Linked DNA regions of Zea mays: region 2 is linked to region 1. The links are chromatin contacts, called in public Hi-C maps. All regions are on one chromosome and are shown on one strand. Each heading gives the region's core, a stretch centred on a gene start, on an enhancer-like site or on the middle of the called end of the contact. The rest is flanking DNA. Distances are from core to core; before and after follow the strand shown. Region 1 holds the start of LOC103646129 (cyclin-P4-1). Region 2 overlaps LOC100282442 (dolichyl-P-Man Man).

Region 1 (7,890 bases), core at 1,426-3,925:
AGGGGAGGAGAGGGGGGAGAGCGCTCGCGTCTCGCATTCGATCGTTTTTGTGGAGCGAGAACGTTCCAACTATTTATAATAGTTTTTCATATGGAGATCAAGGAGCCACTCCGCTCTTATTTTATTAGAAAATAAACATCCAAAAAATAGAATGGAGCCACTCTATTCTCCCACACTTATCAACCAAACACACCCTAAGTCTCACGCAGACTCTGAGGAGGGTGTGAGGTCGCCAAGTTTTCTAACTAACAGATCTTGCGCTGCTTGCATAGTGTATTTCCCGGACCTGTGAGATCATCTTCTAGGGTGTTTGGTTTGAGGAATGAACTAGTCCATCATCTTCTCACTCTTCACTATTTTTGTTTGGTTTGTGAAATGGAATAAGTTGATCCATCACCACCTCATTCCTCATAGTTAGTTAGTTAGTACTAATACGAGGAATGAGATCATCCCAACAAATTTGAGGAATGAACCCATGATGCACCACCTCAAGTTGGATGTAGTGATTCCTTAAACAAACACCCCCTTCATGTGCTGGATGGATCTACACAAGTCTTGAGCAACTGAGGAAACTAGTCCCAGGCCTACACACTGACAGCTACTGAGAGTGACTGGGAGTGGGCCTTATGTACCAACATTTTGATGTTCTACCATTGCAACTACAGTCACCTACCTCCAGTCCCTGAATGTCCGCGATGAGAAGGTGCTGCTCGCCTGCTCCTTTAATTTGCCAAACGTTCGTGCTGCCGAGTTTTTCTCCTCGCGGCCACTTCTCGTTCTTGGGATTGAATGGGGTACTTCAATGCTCACATGTTGTCGCTCGTTGACTTGACGCTACTTCAAGTTTTACTCCGGCGCTTTGCTTCACACCTACTCTTCTTACCTACGGCTTGTGAACTTCATCGCGCATAGTTTACATATCATGTGTAGCTCTAGCCTCCTTCCTGTGTATGATTGCTACGTCTATGTTCTGTACAACTTGCTATCTGGATAATGGTAGCCGAATTTGTCACAAAAGTCTCAGGACAGGAGGACCACCTGGAATTCGCTCTAGCAGGTGGTGCTGCTTTGCTGAGCAATCTCTATCCTTCAAAAAGGCAGCTTTATTATTCTTCAGCAGATTGTTCACAGCGCACAAGGGTAGTTGGCAGCCAGTCACCTGGTGCGATGCGCGCGTCTGCTGCATCTGAATTAATATTAAGGTGCAACATGTAAATGGCCAGATTCCATCAGAGTTCAGAGATAGCTGATAAACGAGCAGGAACAGTGGCGACACATGATAAGAAACAGGATCAAGTCACTCGCTTTGTGCTTGTCCATACGTCCCCTTGAGTAAAGTTGCAGTTCTTGTTGCAAAATTACACACAAGTTGAGCCAACTGATAACCTGTGTCCTGGACAATAATACAGACAAGGACATCAGGACATGATCTGAACTCTCTATCCATCTAATCTTCAGTAGTAATAGTAGTAGGAGTAGTTGGCATCAAAGCTAACGTATAAAACGGATACAACATGTGCAAGCAAACTAGCACCAGTGTTTATTAATACTAGACGTGTGTGACCACTGTGCATGTATTGGTAGTTTGGTACTGGGATAGTTTTCTTCGAATCGTCGGCATCTAGTAGCCACATTAGAAATTAAAGGCGTCTGCAGTAATTAAAAGCGAAATACCGATGGTTTTCATATATATAAACCTAGCCATGCTGTGATGCGCTAAGGTGCCGTCCAATTGGTGGTTCCAGTGTTTGACCTTACTCAGACGTGATCGCCACTTGCATTTGTAAACAATTTGTGCAGAGAAAGAGAAATGCGGGCATGTGATTGACACGCTCACCTTATTACACATTGTTAAATGTTTTTTCCCTTAAAGAACAAGCATGGAAGAAATTTTTAAAAAACAAAAAAAAACAAGGAATTATGAAGGGACACTTTTAAGTTTAACTGACCGGACCTCGATCATATGAAAAAAAGGCCTTTTTTTTGGGGGTACACACTCCCTCTGGTTCCCACAGCTGGATATTTGATCCATGTCAACTTGTCCATTTTGGCACTCATGGAGGAGCATCACTCACATAGTCACATCAAATCTCACCATCCTGACACGGCTGTGACACCCCTCCAAGTAAAACCAACTGAGCGTGCAACTCAGACAGTAAAGAAATAGTTTTGGTCTCTTTACCCTCACCAAGCTATTAACAAACCAATCCACAACCAGCCGCAGGGCGCCAATCATGTAAGATGTGCAAATGATATTCCTTTCTGAAAAATGAAAGCGACCAAAAAATAACAAAAGAAGAGAAAGTCCATAACATAAAGGTACATAATTGACTCTTTTTTGGAGGACATGGACTAAAAAAATCTCAAAAAGGGCGTAGTATAAGTGACTTGCCATTGCCAACATTTGTGTCTGTCTTGCTGTACAATGAGAGCTCCCAAAACTGTAAGATTCCTGTTTAGAAGTATGGCTGAAATAGCATTACATGGAGAATTGAAATGAGGTCGCCAACCTTTGACACCGACTCTTCTACTGCAGTACGCCAGTACCGCTTTCTTTCGACACGGAAATGCTCAATACATAATTCAACTACAATCGCCGCAAGCTTTTTTTTTTGTTTGTTTGTATATCCTGAATATCCACACAGTTTTTCTTTAACAATCTTCCCTCCAATTTATACAACAACGACCTCTTCGGCTCGCCAACATTAGGTCCAGTCCACCCCTCCAGCCAACCCAAGTCTCCATCCACAAGAGCTCGAGAACCTGGCCACGAGCCCATGACGGCAAGAAGCGGTCATGGCCGGTGATGAGGAGGACCACCTAGCAGACGCGCCGCGGGTGGTGGGCGTCCTCTCCGCGCTCCTGGAACGTGTCGTGGAGCGCAACGACGCGGTGGCCGATGAGCTCGCCGCCGGGACCGAGTCCGCGGCGCCGCCGTCGGCGTTCCGGGCGACGGCGAGGCCCGACATCTCGGTGCGCTCGTACATGGCGCGCATCGCGCGGTTCGCAGGGTGCAGCCCGGCTTGCTACGTCGTGGCGTACGTCTACCTCGACCGCCTCCTGCGCCGCGCCCGCAGCGCGCCCGCCGTGGACTCGTACACCGTGCACCGCCTCCTCATCACCGCCGTGCTCGCGGCCGTCAAGTTCATGGATGACGTGTGAGTGTGCCTGCTTCACGCCTGATCGCCCTTGGCGCAGTTTCAATTGCTAGTACGATCGTTCCACGCGCGCGCAATCGAATCATTCATTTCTGGGCGTTATTGCGTTTAGTTTGTTGTTCCTGACCTTAATTCTCTCACCCTACAGCAACAGTTTTTATCAACGAGATCAAATGTAAAAGTTCAGGAGCCATTCGTTGGATAGACTACGAGAGAAATTCAGAGACAAAGTACTTAGGAATACACGCAACGTGGCGAGATAGCTTGATCTCATACGAGTCATGTTCTTTTGTGACAAATTTGACCACTACTTTACCTGACCAGTTGCTGATTTGGGGATCAATCATGTTTGCAGAAGTATCGTATTTGCTTTCCTTTTGCAATACAGCATGTATTACTTCAGAATTATAAGTATTAAAGGTATGTGCTTACATTTTCTATTCCACTATTGGAATTGGTGTTAATGGTATAACTGAATAGTGAGCACTGATGACTTCTATATAGCCATCTGATATAAACAAGCTTGGTGAATTGTGGTATTTTGGATATAGGAGCCTCCTGATATAAGATAAAATACCAATCAAATTCTTCTGAAATCCAGAGTCGCGTAGGATGCATAAGCAGAGCAAGTTCTTAAAGGAACAGAGCTCACCAACTTGCTGCCTAAATTCTAACAGGTACTTGTTGTACCTAAACTGTATGCACTGGCAATTGAAAAACGCAGCAACCATATCACAAGACAAGACAAGACCACACGTTACAGCTGAGAAACGGTTCCATTATACCTACCATTGAAAATTGCTGCAAGTATTATGTGTATTGTACCTGTACTGCTGTACACCAGTTATAATCTCGTTATCTTCTCTTGTGGTTGAGTTGGCCATTTGGGGGGCTATAATATCTGGGGGAAATTGTGCTTGTCCAATAAAAAAAAGTTTCCATACAGCCACACGCATGCACTGGGGATCCAAAAACATAGGATAAAGTTCCTCACCCTCTTTGTCCCTGCCATGATCTTTCCCTCCTTTGGAATTTAATCCATGGCCCAAGTTGTGATAGAATTATAGACTGGGGGGCAACTTGGCCCCCTGCTGATGCTTCCTCTACAGCCAAGAGCACCATATCTGGACTGAACCCTACTGTCTTTTTCACTGACAAATTGCCCAGTTGTCCACTGGAGTGGACATCTTCTCTTCTCTCAAACGAATACTCAAGTGACCATTTGACAATCCAAAAAGAATTGGTTTGGTGATGCAGCTGTTTGTTGGCACATATGGTTTGGCGTGCGTGCATGTGTTCCCACTGCTGGCAGGCACTAGCCTGATTTCTGAAATTCTGAGACAAACCTCTGTGCTGACGGCTACGCGTTACCTTGCAGATGCTACAACAACGCCTACTTCGCCAGGGTCGGCGGCATCAGCCTGTCGGAGATGAACTACCTGGAGGTGGACTTCCTCTTCGCCGTCGGGTTCGACCTCAACGTGTCGCCGGAGACGTTCGGCCACTACTGCACGGTCCTCCGGGCCGAGATGCTGTACCTGGAGCTGGAGGGTCCTCCTCCTCCAGCCGCCAGTACAAGTCTGCACAGGTGCTGCTTGTCAGAAGACGACGACGGTAGCAGCAGCACCAGCAGCAGCTAGCTGCATAGAGACAGGTACAGCGGTTGCTTCCAAGCAAGCAACCATGTATGAATGTGTCCGTGTACACTGTACAGTACAGACATGCTTGCTTGAAAGCAAACACGGAGTACGTGACGTAGGCATCTGCGTGTGATCGGTTTGCTATCTGGCGGCTGGCGCTTAGTTGTTTTTAGCTTTGTTATTAGGTAATCTGTTGCTCTTGTAGTCTTGTATAGCTGCATTGCTGTTGTTCATGTGGAAATCGGAAAACCGTAAGGAACGGTATAAATTGCAGTCTTGGGGCAGTGTAATTGTTTTCTTGTCCAGCAGTTTATCCATAGTTTATCTAAAATATTGTTTTTGCTCTCTTCTGCGCTGCAGACTGCACTGTTCGCAGAGTAAAAATTGAATATAGGTATGGGAATAGATACGTTACTGGAGAAAATAAATCTATCCTAGTTTCTCGTTTGGTTTTAGGGATTGGATGATCAGCCTCATAGTCGCTACATAGCTGTTTGTTTGCTCATCGTCGCTCCTCAAGCCCTTGCTAGTGGGATGAAGGTTGAGAAGATAGGTGGTGGTGTGTAGAGCCTCAACCCAAAAGGAAGGAGGGAGGTTGGCTTGAAAGAGTAAGGAACGGACTATGTTGTTGACGGTGCGTAGGACACGTTCGGCGCGACCATTTTGTTGGGAGGTGTAGGGACACGACATCCGAAGGTGGACACCATGTGAAAGAAGGAAGGTTCGAGTGTGGGAATTGTCGAACTCACGACCGTTGTCACATTGGAGGTTTTTAATGGTAGTGCCAAATTGCGTGGCGACAAAGGAGAAGAAGTGGGCAATGGTGGGAAACGTGTCGGATTTGAGGCGTAGGGGGAATGTCCACAAGTAGTGGGAGCAGTCATCAAGAATGACGAGATAGTATTTATAACCGGAAACACTAGGAATTGGTGAAGTCCAAAGATCGCAGTGCACAAGGTCAAAATTGTGTAGGGCACGAGACTGGGAAGTAGAGAAAGGAAGGCGCACATGACGACCAAGTTGACATGCGTGACAGATGGCATGCGTGTCTTTATTACAAGTAATGTAAGACAAACTAGCTAAGCGATGAAGAGCGTCGCGGCCGATGTGACCGAGGCAGCGATGCCATAGCTGGGAGGGGGCGCTGGCGAGGAGGACACTGGGGGTAGCAGTGGAAGCCAATGGAGCGGAGAGCGGGTACAGGTCGCCTGAGCTATTGCACCTGGTGATTACGCTCTGTGTCCTGAGATCCTTCACAGAAAAGCCAGCGGGGTCAAATTCGACAGAGCAATTATTGTCGATGGTGAATTAACGAACAGACACAAGATTTTTTATGATAGAGGGGGAAACAAGAACATTATTTAGGTGGAGAGGTCCGACTTGAGTCGATCCCGTGGAGGTAATGGGCAAGGTGGTCCCATTACCAACAATAATAGAAGAAGGAGTAGAAGACGTAGGAGGATGGCAGTGGGACAAAATACCAGAGGTGGAGGCCATGTGAGCAGTTGCGCCAGAATCCATGTACCAATCACCTGTTGGGGGAGTGAGCGTCATGGTGTTGAAGGCGCCTGCGAGAGTGTGCTGATCCCAGGGACCGAGAGGGCCAAATGTGGTCTGTTGGGGAGTGGTAGCCTGTTGGCCGGCCCATGGGGTGCCTGGGGTAGCAGCCCAGGTGGGAGCAGGCCAATGTTGCGCGCCAGGAGTGGGCCACACGACCGGGGCCCAAGTCGTCGGAGCAGGGGGCGTGGGCCCAACAGCGCCTGGCGGCCCACCCACAAGGGCTTGAGGAGCCTGGTGAGGGGAGGAGCGAGGAGGCTGATTCCCCTGGGCCGGACCGGGCCACATTTGAATGGTTCCGGTCCAGGGGTTGTACACGCTGGGCCAGCCTCCCTGGGTGGCCGCGTGCTGACCACGGGCGCCGCCAGAGGAGGAGTGGCTGGAGCCGCCAGAAGTTTTCCCACGCCGCCGACGGCGGCCGGAGTTGCCAGGAGCTTGAGGAGGCGGACCCGAGACGAGCGCGGTGGCGGGGATGGGAGCCGACGCCGGTGCAGAGGCGACGAGAGCGGAGGGAGCCGTCGACGCGCCCATGGAGAGCTCTTCCAGAAGGAGTTCGGAGCGAACCTCAACGAATGACGGGAAGGGGCGCTGTCGCTTCAGGTACGAGCGGAGGTGAGTGAACCTGTCGTTGAGGCCGCGGAGGAGGTTGATGGTGAGCAGCCGGTCGGAGATTGGCTCACCAAGTTCGACCAACGAGTCGGCGAGGGTCTTCATCTTTCTGCAGTAGTCCGAGACGGAGAGAGCACCTTGGCATAGGGTGCGGAACTCGGTGTCGACGAGGACGATGCGGGTCTCCCGGTTGCCCACGAACTGCTCCTCGAGGGCGAGCCAGGTTCCGCGCGCGGTGGGTTCGGCGATGGTGACGATCTCGAAGAGTTCAGGCGAGATGGATCCGTAGAGCCAGGAGAGAACATGGAGTTCCATCCGGAACCAGTGGGCGACGTCAGGGAAGGTGGCGTCACACAGGACGTGATCGGCGAGTGCATACTTGCCGAGGACGAGGAGGATGAGGCGACGCCACTTGGAGAAGGACGGTGTCGCGAGGTCGAGGACGACCGGAACAAGGCTGCGGATGTTGAGGATGCCGAGGGCCTGAGTGTGGAGAGCAGTCACAGGGTCGTCACGGATTCCGCCGGCAGGTGCGTCAACGTCGACGGTGTCCTCGATCTCGCCGTGGGTGGTGGTGTCGGCGGACTGGAGACGCTGGCGAGCAGCAGCAAGGGCCTGCTCGTGACGGGTAACGTCATCGGCAAGGCGACGTCGTTCGGCAGCCGTGGCAGCCACGGCGGCTGTGCGGGCCTGGAGGGCGGCAGCCGTCTCGGCGGAGCGACGATGAGCGATGTCGACAGCTTCCTGCTGGAGGCGACGCTCCTCGGCGGCGCGGTGGTCGTCAGCGGCACGACGAGCGTCGGTAGCACGGCGGGCGGCGGCATCGGAAGCATCGGTGGCCATGGTGGGGAGATGGGTTGCGGAAGGGTGGGTCAAGAGAGGAACGGGACCTTTTCTGATACCATGAAGACGTACAGGAAATGGGT
Region 2 (7,890 bases), core at 3,712-6,211, 150 kb before region 1:
CTCACCTGGTGGTACCCACTCCGAAGGTCCAGCTTGGTGAAGAATCTGGAACCTTGGAGCTCATCTAGCAACTCGTCCACTACTGGTATGGGGTAACGGTCCTTCACAGTCTTCCCATTGAGCTCCCGGTAGTCCACACAAAATCGCCATGTTCCATCTGATTTCTTCACTAGAAGCACTGGGGAAGAGAATGCGGATGTGCATTCCCTTATAATTCCTTGCTGCAGCATGTCCTCACATTGCTTCTCGATCTCATCCTTTAAGAGCTGGGGGTAGCGGTATGGCCGCACCGCTATTGGCGATGTGCCGGGTAGTAGTCTGATGTGGTGATCATGGCGCCGGACTGGTGGTAGGCCACGAGGTTCTTCAAACAGATCTCCGTATGATTGCAGCAAGTTCTCCAATAATTCCTTGCCCTCCGAAACTACACAACAGCGGGGTTTTGAGCTACCCATCCCTGTCCAGCACACCTTGCGTCCTTGTTTCCAGAACGTCATTGATAGACGTTCGAAGTCCCATAGGATTGGGCCTAAGGAACGTAGCCACTGGACTCCCAACACCACATCAAAGCCTTCTAGTGGTAGAGCATAGCAAGTCAGGGCAAACCGCTCTTCAGCAATTTGTACGGATAATCCTGTGCAGAACCTTGGGCTGGTGATCTTGTCTCCATTGGCAACCCGTACTGCTCCTTGGCGCCTTTCCAATGGAAGCTGCAGCTCAGACACCTTTGCTTCTGTGATGAATGTGTGTGTGGAACCGGTGTCTACCAGGGCTGTGAGTGGTACTCCTTTGATTAGAACTGTAAGCTTCATAGTCTCCCCCACATCAATTCCTGTCAGGGCGTGCAGTGATATGCCCAGCTCGGCCACTGTCTCCTCCTCTCCAGTGTCATCTTCTAATTCCAGCAAGAAAACCCCTCGAGCAACACATTTGTGGTCCACTGAGTACTTCTCTGTGCAGTGATAGCATTCCCCTTTTGCATGCTTCGCTGCTAGTTCTTCCGGTGATAGCCGTTTGAATCGAGGCCGGGGTGCAGCAGCTACCTTAGATGGTGCGCTGTTGCTGGCTTCCTTGAATACCAAACTCTTCCCAGCAACTTTGTATCCTCCCCTTTTTCCTGCTTCCAGTTCCCTTCTCTCATAGGCCCTTGCCAGGTTCATGGCGCGCTGCAAATTTCCAGGAGCTTGTAGTTCAACATCTGTGCGCAGGGGTTCCCCAAGACCGGCTGTGAACATGTTGACCTGCTGCATGGCAGTAAGGTCGTTGCATCGGCAGAGAAGAAGTGAGAACTGCCGCTGGTATTCCTCAACAGTGCCGGTGCGGTAGAGGTCCTTTAATTCGGCCATAGGGTTGGAGCGAATTGGCGGGCCGAATCTCAGGTTGGTGAAGTCGACGAATTGCGCCCATGAAATGACGCTGTTGTCGCGTTCCAGTGCGTAGAACCATTCCGCCGCCACTCCCTCTAAGTGCAAGGAGGCCATCCTCACCCTTTCTTCCGTCGGCGTGCGCATGCCACGGAAGTACGTGGCACACTTGTTCAGCCATGTAAGGGGGTCAGACTCCCCATCATAGTTTGGCAAGCTAACGTTCGGCCGCCTATATCCGCTGTCCTGCTGCTGAGTGTGTCCGCCACCGCCACGGCTTCCGCCACGGTTCCTGTCGTTCCAGCCGCTGAAAGTGCCTGATTCAGCGTCCGCATTGGGCGGAAAATCAGCGTCGGTGGGCTCTGCGATGGTACCCTCGACCTGCGCTAGATGCTGGTCATGGGTATCCATCCTCTTGTTCATTGTGGTCACCTGTGCTAGGAGGCGATCCAGCTTCTCGTGTATCGCCATGGTGTCCCCCTGATCGTTCTCGATGCCGGACATTTTTGTCGAGGCGTCGATCGGCTCCGGTGCCAAATTGATACGCCTGGGCCTTCTAGGAGTGCGTAAGGGCGAATAGAGGAGCAGCGCAGCCTGGGACAGGGACCTGAGTGCGTATGGTGGAGAAGAGTGGGAGGAAGAAGCAGGAGCAAGATCACCGTCGGCCAGGGTGACCAAGGTAATCGCCCCACAGGGAGATTGTATTTCCTTCGATGCCTAGTTACACGCTACTGCTTCCCCTTTATAGACCAGGGTCGGCACCAACTGATAAGAGATAAACTTGCTTAACAACTCCCTGCTATTATTTAGCTAACAACTCCCTGCTATTATCTAGCTAACAAACCAGCTATTATTTAGCTAATCCTTATATGCTGGAGCTTAAGAATTATCTGCTAGAGTCGCTGCTGGCTTCACTGCCCCGGGTCTGGATCCGGCTCTCCCTCTGCTGCCTCCTAGTGTAGGTCTGCCCCACAAATGCATCTGCAACACCTATATTCCTATCTCATCTCCTATCACATCCCATATTTTAAACTTCACTCTGCAAATAGTATAATCTACACTGCAAATCCCCTATTTTACACGATCTGCTGCGGACAGCCTTACCTCCTCCGTCTTGAGTCTCGACCCCCGCATGCAAGCCGCCTTCCTCTTGATGTGTTCCCCCGCCTTCTCTACTGCCCCTCCTGGATCCGGCAGCATCAGCGTCGCCAGAGGTGCCGCTCTCCACCACGACCAGCTCTAACCATTGTGAGCACAGACTCCCCCACTTCCATCCCTGTCCAACCGCAGTCCACCACTGCCACGGTGGGTAGCACTGGCACCTCTGTTGCCTCACCGTTCCATCCACCACCCGCCACCACCGTTGCACCAGCGACCTCCCCTGCCATCCCGATACAGCCGGAAGCCATCAAGAATCTGTGAATGGATGAATAACCCCATCAAATTTCTCTCCATCAAAATAATACAGGGTAATGGCCTGGATGTCCAGGGCACGCTTCATCCTGGGTGCGCTATAGTTTTCCTCCACAAATGCTTACTTTCGAACTGGTTTTCTATTCATCATTGTTGAATTGATTGGGTGACTTGATGATGCGTCTGCGTCTGTTGCTTATTTTCTGTGCATTATTTTGATCTTAAATCTTTATACAACCATTTCTGAGGTTCCATCACTTTACATCTAAATTTCTCGCGATTTTATTTTCGCATAACGTTTTGTTCCCTGCCAGATACTCCAAGGAGGAAGAAATTCCCATCGAAGAATTTGAGAAAAGGAATTTCACCTATCTACTGAAGTGAGTTTTATTAGCTTGTTTAAATGGACCATGCAATCATTTTGGATACCTAACAAGTTTTTAAATGCTCGGAGCAACTTTTTGTTCATTTGATAATATTTGATGAATTTGACATCGTGACGCTTTCGTGCTGTCAATCTCTTATTCCCGGACATGTGAAACAGTGAGCACCGCTCCATCGGTGGCTACCAGTGCCTGTTCGCTGTGGATGGATTCTCCAGAGTAAAACTTACGCCCCAAATCCCCCCGCTCTCTCTGGTATGGTAACTATAGCCCATCAAACAGAGTATGCGGATTCAGGATCCTGCAACAGCCATGGTGCCAGCAACCATTGTATCCCGTATTCCGTCAAGAATTTACTGTCTCCTTGTTTGCACGTTTTGGTGCAGGTGAAAGAACCCAAGGTGTTTGCACATGGGAATACGAGAGACCCTGACATTCTTTCACTGAGTTGGCCCGGTTGTCCTTGAGGGCATGGGGACACCGGACACCCAGATTCCTGTGGCAGGACCACTAACTGCCAGCAGTGAAGATGTGTTTGAGTCAGTCCGCGTGACACATATATGGTATACATCTCTGGGTCTTGCCATGAAGCTACCTTACCTGCAAATCTAGAATGGGGCCCCTCCTCCCCTAGATCCCACGGCTTCGAAACCACAGCTTTAAGGAACACTGCCATTTTCAGGTGCAAATTTGTGTAACATTTTAGAGCCGGAAGAAAGACAGAAAGCACACGGGGGGTGGGGGGAATCATAGCAATTAGCAACCTTGTATTTACAAGTTGGTCGATATATTTTTTTCCCTTTTGAGGCAACTTTCATACTCCATCTTATATAACAAGAGCTTCTAGACTTTATTTATCGGCAGCAGGCATACAGTCGTGCTGGAGACGCATACTTGCTCCATTCAAAGATAATATATTTGTTTTCTATCTGCTGTGGCCCTGCTTTGCGAGTCGTATTCGGTTCGGTGGCAGGCTGGCCGCATTCTATCTTTTGAGACCAAGGATGTGAGGGAACCAGTGATGCCACCCTTGTCCAGTCAGCCGACGAGGAACGGCGTGACGCCGGTGGCAGGGTGGCCGACACCGTGTGCGTGCAGGAAAAGCTCCCAGAGTTTAATATTAGGGGCTGTTTGAATGCACTAGAACTAATAGTTAGTTAACTAAAAATTATTATTGAAATTAGCTAGCTAACAATAACTATCTAATTATTAACTAATTTATAAAAAATAGCTAATAGCTGAAGTATTAGCTAGGTTGTTTGGATGTCTTAACTAATTTTAGTCACTAACTATTAGCTCTAGCGCATTTAAACACCTCTTAAAGCTAGCTATTCGAACTATTATAGCTGCAATAGAGACAAAACATTGTATAAATGGTAGAAACCGCTCGGATTAAAGCTAAGAACATCACCAACAATTTGGTCGAGTTATTGAAGCGTCCCCGTCTAATGACCGAAACCAAACATGTACCAGAATACAGTTCCAGTACCATGCTCAGGTTTCCAGGACTATATAACTAGCTAGCCACTCAAAGCGCCGGTGGACGGTAGCAGCCGTGTCGTCGCCTGCCTCCGCCTAGGCTCGTCGTAATGGAGGTCGTCGGCTAGAATAGTGACTAGAGGTGGTTAGGACAGGGAGAGGTCACTGCAGAGCTCATGGGGCAGCCGAAAAGGCAAAGCAGCATTAACAGTAAGTAGCTCTCCTCCAACCTTTTTGAGCCGAGGGAAACTCCATTTATTAGCTCTCATCCTCCTTGGCAGTGGCAGTGGCAGGGTCAAAGGATGGGGACCCAGGGCGGGGCTACCGGCTAACTACTTACTGCCACTCGCGCTGGCCCCTTGTGGCCTTGGGTGCCTGCCCACCATCATTCATTTGGTCGGTGGCTACTGGTTTTTTTTTTTAGAACTATCGGTGGCTACTGGCTTCATCTTCATCAGCCGCTCGATGCCGCTTTGATTACTACTTGTGGGCGTCGTAGCACACCATCATTCTGGCTCAGTAGTACATAGTAATTCGGAGCGAGCGCGCGTCCAAGTTATGTGTACGTGCAAACTAGTGCTGTGAATTGGACTGGTCTGGTCCAGGCCTATCTTGTTTCGAACCAAACGGATTTGGATCAAAAAGGCCCAAGATTTTTTTGGACCGTGTCATGCTAGTCTAAAGAATAGAAACCGTGGCTCAGTCTAGCTCGGTCCAAGTCCAGCCTAAACTCGGCCCATATATTTGAACCACATAAAATCCAAATATTACACTCAAATAAAGTCCATGACTTACTGAAAGTCGTCTAGAGGAGGGTGAATATGCGTAATCTGAAATTTACAACTTTAACCACACACTACAAGCCGAGGTTAGCGTTAGAACTTAAATCAAGTCCGGGAGAGAGGGGAAAAACAAATCAAATGGAAATCAAGCGAATGAACACGGTGATTTGTTTTACCGAGGTTCGGTTCCAAAGAATCTAATCCCCGTTGAGGTGGTCACAAAGACCGGGTCTCTTTCAACCCTTTCCCTCTCTCAAACGGTCACTTAGACCGAGTGGGCTTTCTCCTTAATCAAACGGGTCACTTAGACCCCGCAAGGACCACCACACACTTAGGTGTCTCTCTTGCTTTGATTACAAGTCACTTTGGAACAAGAATGAGGAAGGAAGAAAACTGTCGGCGTTTCGAGACCGGGGGGTCCCTGGGCCGACGAGTGAGTGTCGCCGCGTGCCCCAGCCCAGATAGGTCAAGCGCGAGGGCGAGCGCGAAGAGGGGAGAGCGAGGCGGCCGGAGACCGGCGTGAGAGAGGTGGGAATCCCGCGGCCTTCGTGTTCGTCCCGCGCCCAGGTCGGGTGCGCTTGCAGTAGGGGGTTACAAGCGTCCACGCGGGAGAGGGAAGCGAGCGGCTCCAAGCGAGCGCCTGTCTCGTCCTCGTCCCCGCGCGGCCAACCCTCTCTAAGAGGGCCCTGGTCCTTCCTTTTATAGGCGTAAGGAGAGGATCCAGGTGTACAATGGGGGTGTAGCAGAGTGCTACGTGTCTAGTGGAGGAGAGCTAGCGCCCTAAGTACATGCCGTTGTGGCAGCCGGAGAGATTTTGGCACCCAGCTGGTGTGATGTCGTGGCCGTCGGAGGAGCGATGGAGCCTGGCGGAGTGACAGCTGTCGGAGCGGTTGGGTCTTTGCTGACGTCCTCTTGCTTCCATAAGGGGGCTGAGAGCCGCCGTCGTCACAGAGTATGCGGGGCGCCATCATTGCCTATCTGGCGGAGCTAGCCAGATGGGACGTCGGTCTTGTTCCCTGCGGCCCGAGTCAGCTCGGGGTAGGGTGATGATGGCGCCTCCTGTTGACGTGACTGGCCTGCGCCCTAGGTTGGGCGATGTGGAGGCTCCTCCGAAGCCGAGGTCGAGTCTGTCTTCCGTGGCCGAGGCCGAGTCCGACCCCTGGGTCGGGCGAGGCGGAGGTCGTCGGCTGAAGCCAGGGCGGAGTCCGAGCCCTGGGGTCGGGCGAAGCGGAGTTCGTCGTCTTCTGGGACTTAGCCCGAGTCCGAGCCCTAGGTCGGGCGGAGCGGAGTTCGGCGTCTTCCGCGACTTAGCCTAAGTCTGAGCCCTGGGTCGGGCGGAGCGGAGTTCGCCGTCTTCCGGGACTTAGCCCGAGTCCGAGCCCTGGGTCGGGCGGAGCGGAGTTCGCCGTCTTCCGGGACTTAGCCCGAGTCCGAGCCCTGGGTCGGGCGGAGCGGAGTTCGCCGTCTTCCGGGACTTAGCCCGAGTCCGAGCCCTGGGTCGGGCGGAGCGGAGTTCGCCGTCTTCCGGGACTTAGCCCGAGTCCGAGCCCTGGGTCGGGCAGAGCGTAGTTTCCTGTGGTGCCTTCGGCAGGGCCTGACTGCCTGTCAGCCTCACTCTGTCAAGTGGCACCGCAGTCGGTGTGGCGCAGGCGGCGCTGTCCTTCTGTCAGGTCGGTCAGTGGAGCGGCGAAGTGACGGCGGTCACTTCGGCTCTGCCGGGGGGGGGGGGGTCAGGATAAAGGTGTCAGGCCACCTTTGCATTAAATGCTCCTGCGATTTGGTCGGTCGATGCGGCGATTTTGTCAGGGTTGCTTCTTAGCGAAGGCAGGGCCTCGGGCGAGCCGGAAATATGTTCGCCGTCGGAGGGGGGCCTCGGGCGAGACGGAAATCCTCCGGGGTCGGCTGCCCTTGTCCGAGGCTAGGCTCGGGCGAGGCGTGATCGAGTCGCTCGAATGGACTGATCCCTGACTTAATCGCACCCATCAGGCCTTAGCAGCTTTATGCTGATGGGGGTTACCAGCTGAGAATTAGGAGTCTTGAGGGTACCCCTAATTATGGTCCCCGACAGTAGCCCCCGAGCCTCGAAGGGAGTGTTAGCACTCGCTTGGAGGCTTTCGTCGCACTTTTTTGCAAGGGGACCAGCCTTTCTCGGTTGCATTTTGTTCCGGTGGGTGCGCGTGAGCGCACCCGCCGGGTGTAGCCCCCGAGGCCTCGGAGGAGTGGTTTCACTCCTTCGAGGTCTTAATGCCTTGCGTAATGCTTCGGCTGGTCTGGTTGTTCCCTCATGCGAGCTGGCCGTAGCCCGGGTGTACGGTCGGGTCCCAAGTTCTCGGGCTGGTATGTTGACGCTGTCAACGGTCGCCCGGAGCCGGGTTTGCGAGAGCAGCCCCCGAGCCTCTGCACAGGGCGAGAGGGCGATCAGGGACAGACTTGGCTTTTTTACATACGCCCCTGCGTCGCCTTTCCGCA

What was found. Hi-C and Micro-C count contacts between places; a contact is called where the count stands out from the background.
Region 2: a contact with region 1 is called in a Hi-C map of leaf, with 6 times the contacts expected there. The contact joins the enhancer-like site here to the promoter of LOC103646129 in region 1. A contact is called at or near these places in 2 of 25 Hi-C or Micro-C datasets (both in leaf).

The regions. Positions count from the first base shown.
Region 1 is chr2:22,774,014-22,781,903 of Zm-B73-REFERENCE-NAM-5.0, reverse strand. It overlaps LOC103646129 (cyclin-P4-1), which reads left to right and starts at 2,675. Exons shown (of 2, transcript XM_008670848.3): 1 at 2,675-3,158; 2 at 4,537-5,103. The coding sequence starts at 2,797. The coding sequence ends at 4,798.
Region 2 is chr2:22,923,617-22,931,506 of Zm-B73-REFERENCE-NAM-5.0, reverse strand. LOC100282442 (dolichyl-P-Man Man) reads left to right here. Exons shown (of 19, transcript NR_182129.1): 17 at 3,092-3,157; 18 at 3,322-3,415; 19 at 3,547-4,090. Among protein-coding and RNA genes, the nearest start is that of LOC100282442, 14 kb to the left of the region's middle. Within about 2 kb of position 4,961, at least 19 of the 20 cell types and tissues checked have an H3K27ac peak or open chromatin away from gene starts, as enhancers often do. A contact at or near this core is called in leaf, where this site is marked.